Regions from separate parts of the Gossypium hirsutum genome. Here region 1 is linked to region 2. A link is a contact called in public Hi-C data. All regions are on one chromosome and are shown on one strand. The core of a region is the stretch at or near the end of the contact, and the rest is flanking DNA. Distances in the headings are between cores, read along the strand shown.

Region 1 (3,297 bases), core at 75-2,574, 200 kb after region 2:
AAGTAAATTATTTATGAGAATAGATCGTTTGAACAATAAGGCAGCATTGTCAATGTGTCAGGCGATACTACCCATAATATATAATATTTTAATAAAAATAAATAAAATACAAATAAATACAATTTTAATTTTCAGAAGAGGTGTCGCCAAACAAGGGAACAACGCTCCTTTTTCACACGTTATTTTACTTTTTATATTTTATATTTTTAAACAAATTTTATATGTTTTTATTTATATGTTTGTATTTTATAATTCTATTTTATTTAATAAAAAAGGATAATTTTTTTTAATTTCTTAATTTTATACATTTTTTGGCATTTATAGTTATAAATTTTGAAATTTTAAAATAATGAACAAACCGATAAAATTTTAGTAAAATTGAAATAAAAACATTAGGGTAAAGTACCTAAATAATCACTCAAGTTTTTTAGTGAGTTCTTACTTTAGTCACTGAATTTTTTTTTTTTGTTAATTTCTCCACTCTTAGGTAAATTTCCAATTCTAGTTACTCTAATGTTAAAATGTATTTGGTCACAAAACAAAATACCGATGTCACCTTCTTTTTATTGGTATAATAACAAATTTAGCCCTTAATATTTTTACATATTCTATTTCTAAAAAAAATTCAATACATTTCACTCTCAACGTTTACACATTATCAACTCGTACATTATTCTAAATATTTAGAAATTAAGAATATAAATTAAAAAATAAAACAACTCAATCATTTTTTATAAATATTAAAAAATTCGATAACGAAAACAGAAAGTTGTTAAAAAACTTGAGTGACTATTTAGGTAGTTTACCCTAATGTTTTTAATCAATTTTAGAAAAAAAACTTATCAGCTTGTTAAATATTTTAAATATTCAAAATTTTATGATTATAAAATATTTAAAAATTATAAATTTAGGAATTAAAAAAATTTAACTTTTTTCATTAAATAAAATAAAATAATAAAAACTAAAAAATATAAACATAAAACTTTTAAAAAAATTTAATAAAGAAGTAAAATGGCATGTGAAAAGGGGATGCGACTCCCTTATATGACGACACCCCTTTTGAAAATTATAATATTTTTATTTTATTATTAAATTATTTATTTTTATATTCATATCCCGTGAACCATTCTAAATAATTTATTTTCCGGCCCGTTCCTATTATTAAAGTGAAAAAACCGTTATGCCTATGCTTATAACTAATACTTGAATTAATTGGATAAGACAAGACCCCTGCTTTGGCACTTGTATGAGCTTAAACGTGCCCAACCGGGAGAAAAGATGAAAAGAAAAAGTGGGCGTATTGTGGCAGTGCTGACATCTAACTCTGTAACAAAGTTGTGCATTGTGTTGTAACAATGCACTGCGCCCACCAGACAGACAATGTCCATGGATAAGATCACAACACATTGAAACTTGCCTTTCTATTCCCTAAAATTTTGATCTGGGTTTAAATTATTTACAAACTCAAATGGAAAAGGATCCAGAAGTTAAGTCGGGGATGTTGTGGATGGGCCTCTTTTATCTAAACAATATAAAAAATAAAATTAATGACTGAAATTATATGCCCATAAGATTATTTACCAAAATAGTATAATTTTATTGTTGACAGGCGGCATCGAATTGAAATGTAATGATCTAAAGTATTCAAAGATCTGTTATGTAATTTTTCTATTTAGAATGGGTGCTAAAAAAAGGAAAAAGATACCGCTGACATTGCGAGTGCACTTAAACTTTAAATATGGATAATTATCTTGTAAGTCTTTCTTATTTATTATTTTTTTATTTTCCTTCAACTCACTATATTGTGTTTAAACAAGCCCTTAACTTATTTTTGAAGTTAAATAAGCCATTAACTTATGATTTTTACTCATAAAAGCCCTTTATTTTAATATTAAAGTAAATATATTTTACCCAAAGTAAAGCTATTTAAAAAAATATAAACTAATTCACATTTTATATTGATCTGAATTTGATGAGAATAATTTATTAAATAAAAAATTAAAATTTTTAAATTTCTTGAGAGTGCTTATATACATGATATTCTTAACTACTCTTTTGAAATTTTTGATTACTTTTTTTAGATTTTATGTTGATGTTAAAGTGTATATAATTTTTATTGCATCAACAAATAATTAAGGTAAGAGCTTGAAATTCAAAATATATATATTTACTTTAATATTAAAATAAAGGGCTTTTATGAGTAAAAACCATAAGATAAGGGCTTATTTAACTACAAAAATAGGTTAAGGGCTTGTTTAAACACAATATAGTGAGTTGAAAGGGAATAAAAAGAAAATAATAAATAAGGAGAGCTTATAAGGCAATTAGCCATATTTAAAGTTTGGTGCCGCCACACCCTTTCCCTTTTTTTCAGCAGCCATTCTAAATGGAAAATTGCATAACATATCAATGAATACTTTAAATCATTACATTTCAGTCTGGTGCCGCCAATTTGACAGGCGGCACCAGTAAAATTATACCATTTTGGTAAATAATCTTATAGTCATACCATTTCAGTTATTAATTTTATTTTTTGAATTATTTAGGTAAAAAAACCTGTGGATGGTTTTGATTTAGAAAATTAATTTTATTTTTATTAAATTTAAATTGATTTTTAGTTTTTAGAATATATTATATTTAAAGTAGTAAAATAATTAAAAATATATTTTTTTATTTTTTTACTAAATAAATCATTTCATCAAATTATAGTTTAAAATTTTTAAACCTAAAGTTAAATGTAAAGATAAAAAAATAAATTATAACAAACAATTCAGAAAATAAAAAAAAAAAAAAAGCTAACCTAACTGTACCTGACTCAACACTAACTCTTATTTAAATAGAAGGTATTTGTATTTTTCATAAATTTAAGTTTTAGTTATTTTACTTGTATCTTGACTTTCAATATTTGTCTAGTGGATAGATAGAGTTTCAGTATTTTTTTTATTTTAAAAAAAATCAGAACAGTGTGTAAATTATGATGTGGTTGGAATTTTTCTCTTTTCAGAATGTCAAAGTGTTTATGATTTTGTAGTTCTTAGAGATATATTAATGGAGGTATTATGTTATAAGAACAAAGATCAAAACCATATCCTTGAATCATAAGTAAGAAAACCCAAAGATTCCTTCTTCTTTTTTAACAATGGAACTAAGCATAATAATAGTAAAGAATAACATCAAACCGCTTTTGAAATTGAAGTTTCTAGCGAAGCATTGTTACAATAGAGTCAATTTGGTGAACTCTAATAGGAACTGTCCTTCATAAACTTATACAGAATTCCCTTCCTAATGCCACTTGTT
Region 2 (3,393 bases), core at 506-3,005:
CGAACCTTGTCCCCTTAAACTTCTCTGGTTTGGGGACATCAATCTCTTAGTTTAGTATTGCACTCAACACCCCTTTACCCACAACTTTGCACACAGTAAGCTTTCCCTTGAGCTCCTTGATTTTTGCATTCAAATCCGTCATTGTGGCTTCGTTTTCTTCCTTCATAGCTGTTATCCCATATTCAAGAGCATCATTTTCTCTGTCGGCTTACTCACAGTAGTATTGAGGGGCGTATCCACTGCGTTTATATTGGAACTAAAGGCATTCGACACATATTCCTTGAACTGCTCTTTCATTGGATCTAACTCATTAATGTGTGTCTCCACTACCTCAAGTATTTCCTTCACTTTCCCTGTGGATTCATTTGGATTGACCATACGACTTTCCAAAGACAACAACATATCTCTGGATCTGCTTTGTTTCTTGGACCTCCTATGGGTCTCCATCGAAACATTCTACTTGTCTGCTCCTTTCGACATCTCAACGACACCTTCGCAACCTTAACTTTGATACCAACCGTCATGATTAAGTTGAGACCAAAATTAAAATTTATTTTTGAAAAATCATAACAAAAATTTAAATTTATTTTGAAAAATCATCAAATTAAAGAGAGGGAAATTTTAAATAAATGAAAATAATTTTCAAGCCATTATTATTATTATTATTGGGCTTAATATTGAAATGTGTTAAGTAAAAAAACCCAAAGATTTGAGCCCGGTTGATTTAAAACTTACTGTGAATCCAAATCAGTTTTACAAGCCCATATTTGAATCTAATTGAGCTTGCTGATAAATTTTTAACCCACTTCAAGGCTCAATCAACTTCCAAATTGGTTTATCACTGAAGAGTCCAAATTCTTTCTTTTTATAAAAAATGAGAAGAATTCAAAGGCCCGTTTGTTTAAAGGCCTAAAATTTGATTTCAGGTCCACTTTACTAGTCAAGCCTAAATTAGGATCAGAGTCCAATTAAGTTAAATTTGGGTCTGACCCAACCCAGCAACGGAGCCCAAACGCCCACATTAGTGTCGCAGGTGTGAATACAAGCAAGAAGGGTAAAACAATGAAAGAACCACAAACACAAAGAAGCATATGGGAGATTAACAATAATACGAGTATTAAAAAGCGGAATAACCTGCAAGAAAAAACAAAAAAAAAAAGCCCTTGAAAAAAGAGAAGCCCCTGAACACGCCGTTAAAGGTAGACCCTCGGCCTTGCTCCACTGCCGTTTACTTTCACGTGCATGCATAAACAAATGGTGGTGAGCTCCGATGAAGGGCTTTCACCGAACTAAGTCCTCGGTTCTAAGACTGTTTGGTGAATCCATGCGTTTATTCCTTCCAGCTTCCTTTCCTTTCCTTTTTCCCCCTTTTTTTATTTCGTAGATCTGGAACGGAGAACCCTTATTGAAAAAAAGGGAAAATTTTCAAGTTCTTTTTTCCATTTTCCCCTACGAGGCTTTTCTAGTTTGAAACCCAGAAACGAAGAAAAACAAAAATGAAGAAGAAAAAAAACAATAAGTTTTTTAGTCTCCGATCACAACGTGTGGTGCTCCGCCGCTGGAAACCGAAGAACCTTGGATTCTCCAGCGGCGGAGCTGCCCGAGAGACAAAAAAGAGGAAACGGGAGTATAAAACTAAATTTCAGAAAAATGAAAATCAAAAGGTTCTTTTCTTATTTTTTGACTTATATAGTGGGGGATGAAAAGTTTGCAGCCCAGTCCCTCACGTGCCTGAGTTTACCCTTTTAGGGCTTCTGCCTTTTTGTTTTTGAAAGTCGATACAATTTAATCTTGATTTTAAGAAATGTGAGCAAATTAATTGCTCCTTTAGTCCCTCCGTTTCGACATTTCCCTAATTTAAGGAAAAAAAGATTTATCTTTAGTCATATTTCATTTTATTTATTACTTTCCTTTCATTTATTTTTATCTTGTTTCCATAGTACTTTTCCTTATTCATTTTGTTTATTCCATTAATCCAAACATTACCTTTGTTTTAATTTGGGTTTTTAGGGTCTCATTTCATTTTATTTATTCTTTTTACAGAATTTACCATGCATATTTTATTATCATGATATTGGTATGTTGAATTAAATTTACTTGATTATTGCTCTTATATACATATATATATATATTCCTAGTATGATGATTGTTGATGTTTTTAGGACATAGGTTAGGCTTAAATTTATGTTATAAGATTTTGGATCTATTTTATCTAGTAGTTAGTCCTTAGAAATTTTAGGATTGACTTAAGATATTTTAAGTTTCTTTTAGGTTTCTATATTTTATATTTAATTAGAATTATAAGTTCTCATTCATTTTAGTTAGATATTAGGATTCTCTTTAGGTTGCTAGAACTTAAATTATGAAATTAGATTTTTAGATTTATTTCAAATCTTTATTACCTAAATGGGAACTTTTAATCTTTTTTCTTTTAAAGCCACGTCATTATTATTCAGATTTTTAAAAATTTTAAAATTAATTTAAATAAAAAGAAAATCCTTTTATATTTTTTAAAAAATTAATATTTAATATAGTCCTAAAAACTCCACGAATAAATATTACCTAGTTAAACCTTTTTCTTGCTTTTATTTAACAATTATATCACTAAATATTATTTTCATCTCCATAAAATCCTTTTTTCTCAGTGATCTCACCTTACCTTGAAAAAAATCAATATTGTAAGTTTAATAATCTTTTAATCCTTGGTGACTGGTTTGTGTTTTCTTTTAATTTCACATTATGGTTTCCTTGTGCTCATTGCTGCTGCTTGGGTGCAGCAACTTAGAGAACTCGATGAGGATGAGTTGATGGTGTTGGAAGGCTGTTGATGAGTAGAAGAAGAGAAGAGGGATTTACAAGAGATGCCATTGAGAAATATTGAAAACAGAGAATAGATTATGATATTTTTGTGAGGGCTTACATTTGCTAAAAATAGCAACCAATCTTCCTTCCCATGTTCGGCCCTTGATAGTAGGGAGAGTGGTTGAGATGGTTTGCTATAATTAGCTAGGTGCTTGAATGTGAAAGCTTAATAAATGGAGAGGTTGGAACGGGTAAGAGGAAAAGTTTAGGGCTATTTTACAATTGTTAAAATCAGCTTAAAATAGCTGATTTGGGCAGCAAATTGGGTCGACTTGGACTATTCTCTCTCTTGTGGATCAGTCCCCTTTAAGTTGAATTTTCTGGGTCTCTTTCTCTATATAAAGCTGTCCAATTTAATCACCATAATTGAGAACTGAGCCAATTGCATTGCAGGAGTCCAAAATTAATTTTTCTGGGCATCCATGGATGCTAATTAATCAGCTAAAACTTCGAAGATGCCCAACAATTAAATCTTCCCAAGGTGACTTCCAAGCTGATTTTGCTCCTATTATGTAAAGTTGCTCAAAATTG

What was found. Hi-C and Micro-C count contacts between places; a contact is called where the count stands out from the background.
Region 1: a contact with region 2 is called in a Hi-C map of leaf, with 2.3 times the contacts expected there. The contact joins two enhancer-like sites. A contact is called at or near these places in 2 of 34 Hi-C or Micro-C datasets (both in leaf).

The regions. Positions count from the first base shown.
Region 1 is chrD02:47,157,312-47,160,608 of Gossypium_hirsutum_v2.1, forward strand. It overlaps LOC107936264 (ATP-dependent Clp protease proteolytic subunit 5, chloroplastic), which reads right to left. Exons shown (of 12, transcript XM_016868964.2): 12 at 3,169-3,297. Among protein-coding and RNA genes, the nearest start is that of LOC121215010, 5.8 kb to the right of the region's middle. Within about 2 kb of position 1,325, at least 2 of the 9 cell types and tissues checked have an H3K27ac peak or open chromatin away from gene starts, as enhancers often do. A contact at or near this core is called in leaf, where this site is marked.
Region 2 is chrD02:46,955,941-46,959,333 of Gossypium_hirsutum_v2.1, forward strand. No RefSeq gene overlaps it. Among protein-coding and RNA genes, the nearest start is that of LOC107922260, 6.7 kb to the left of the region's middle. Within about 2 kb of position 1,756, at least 8 of the 9 cell types and tissues checked have an H3K27ac peak or open chromatin away from gene starts, as enhancers often do. A contact at or near this core is called in leaf, where this site is marked.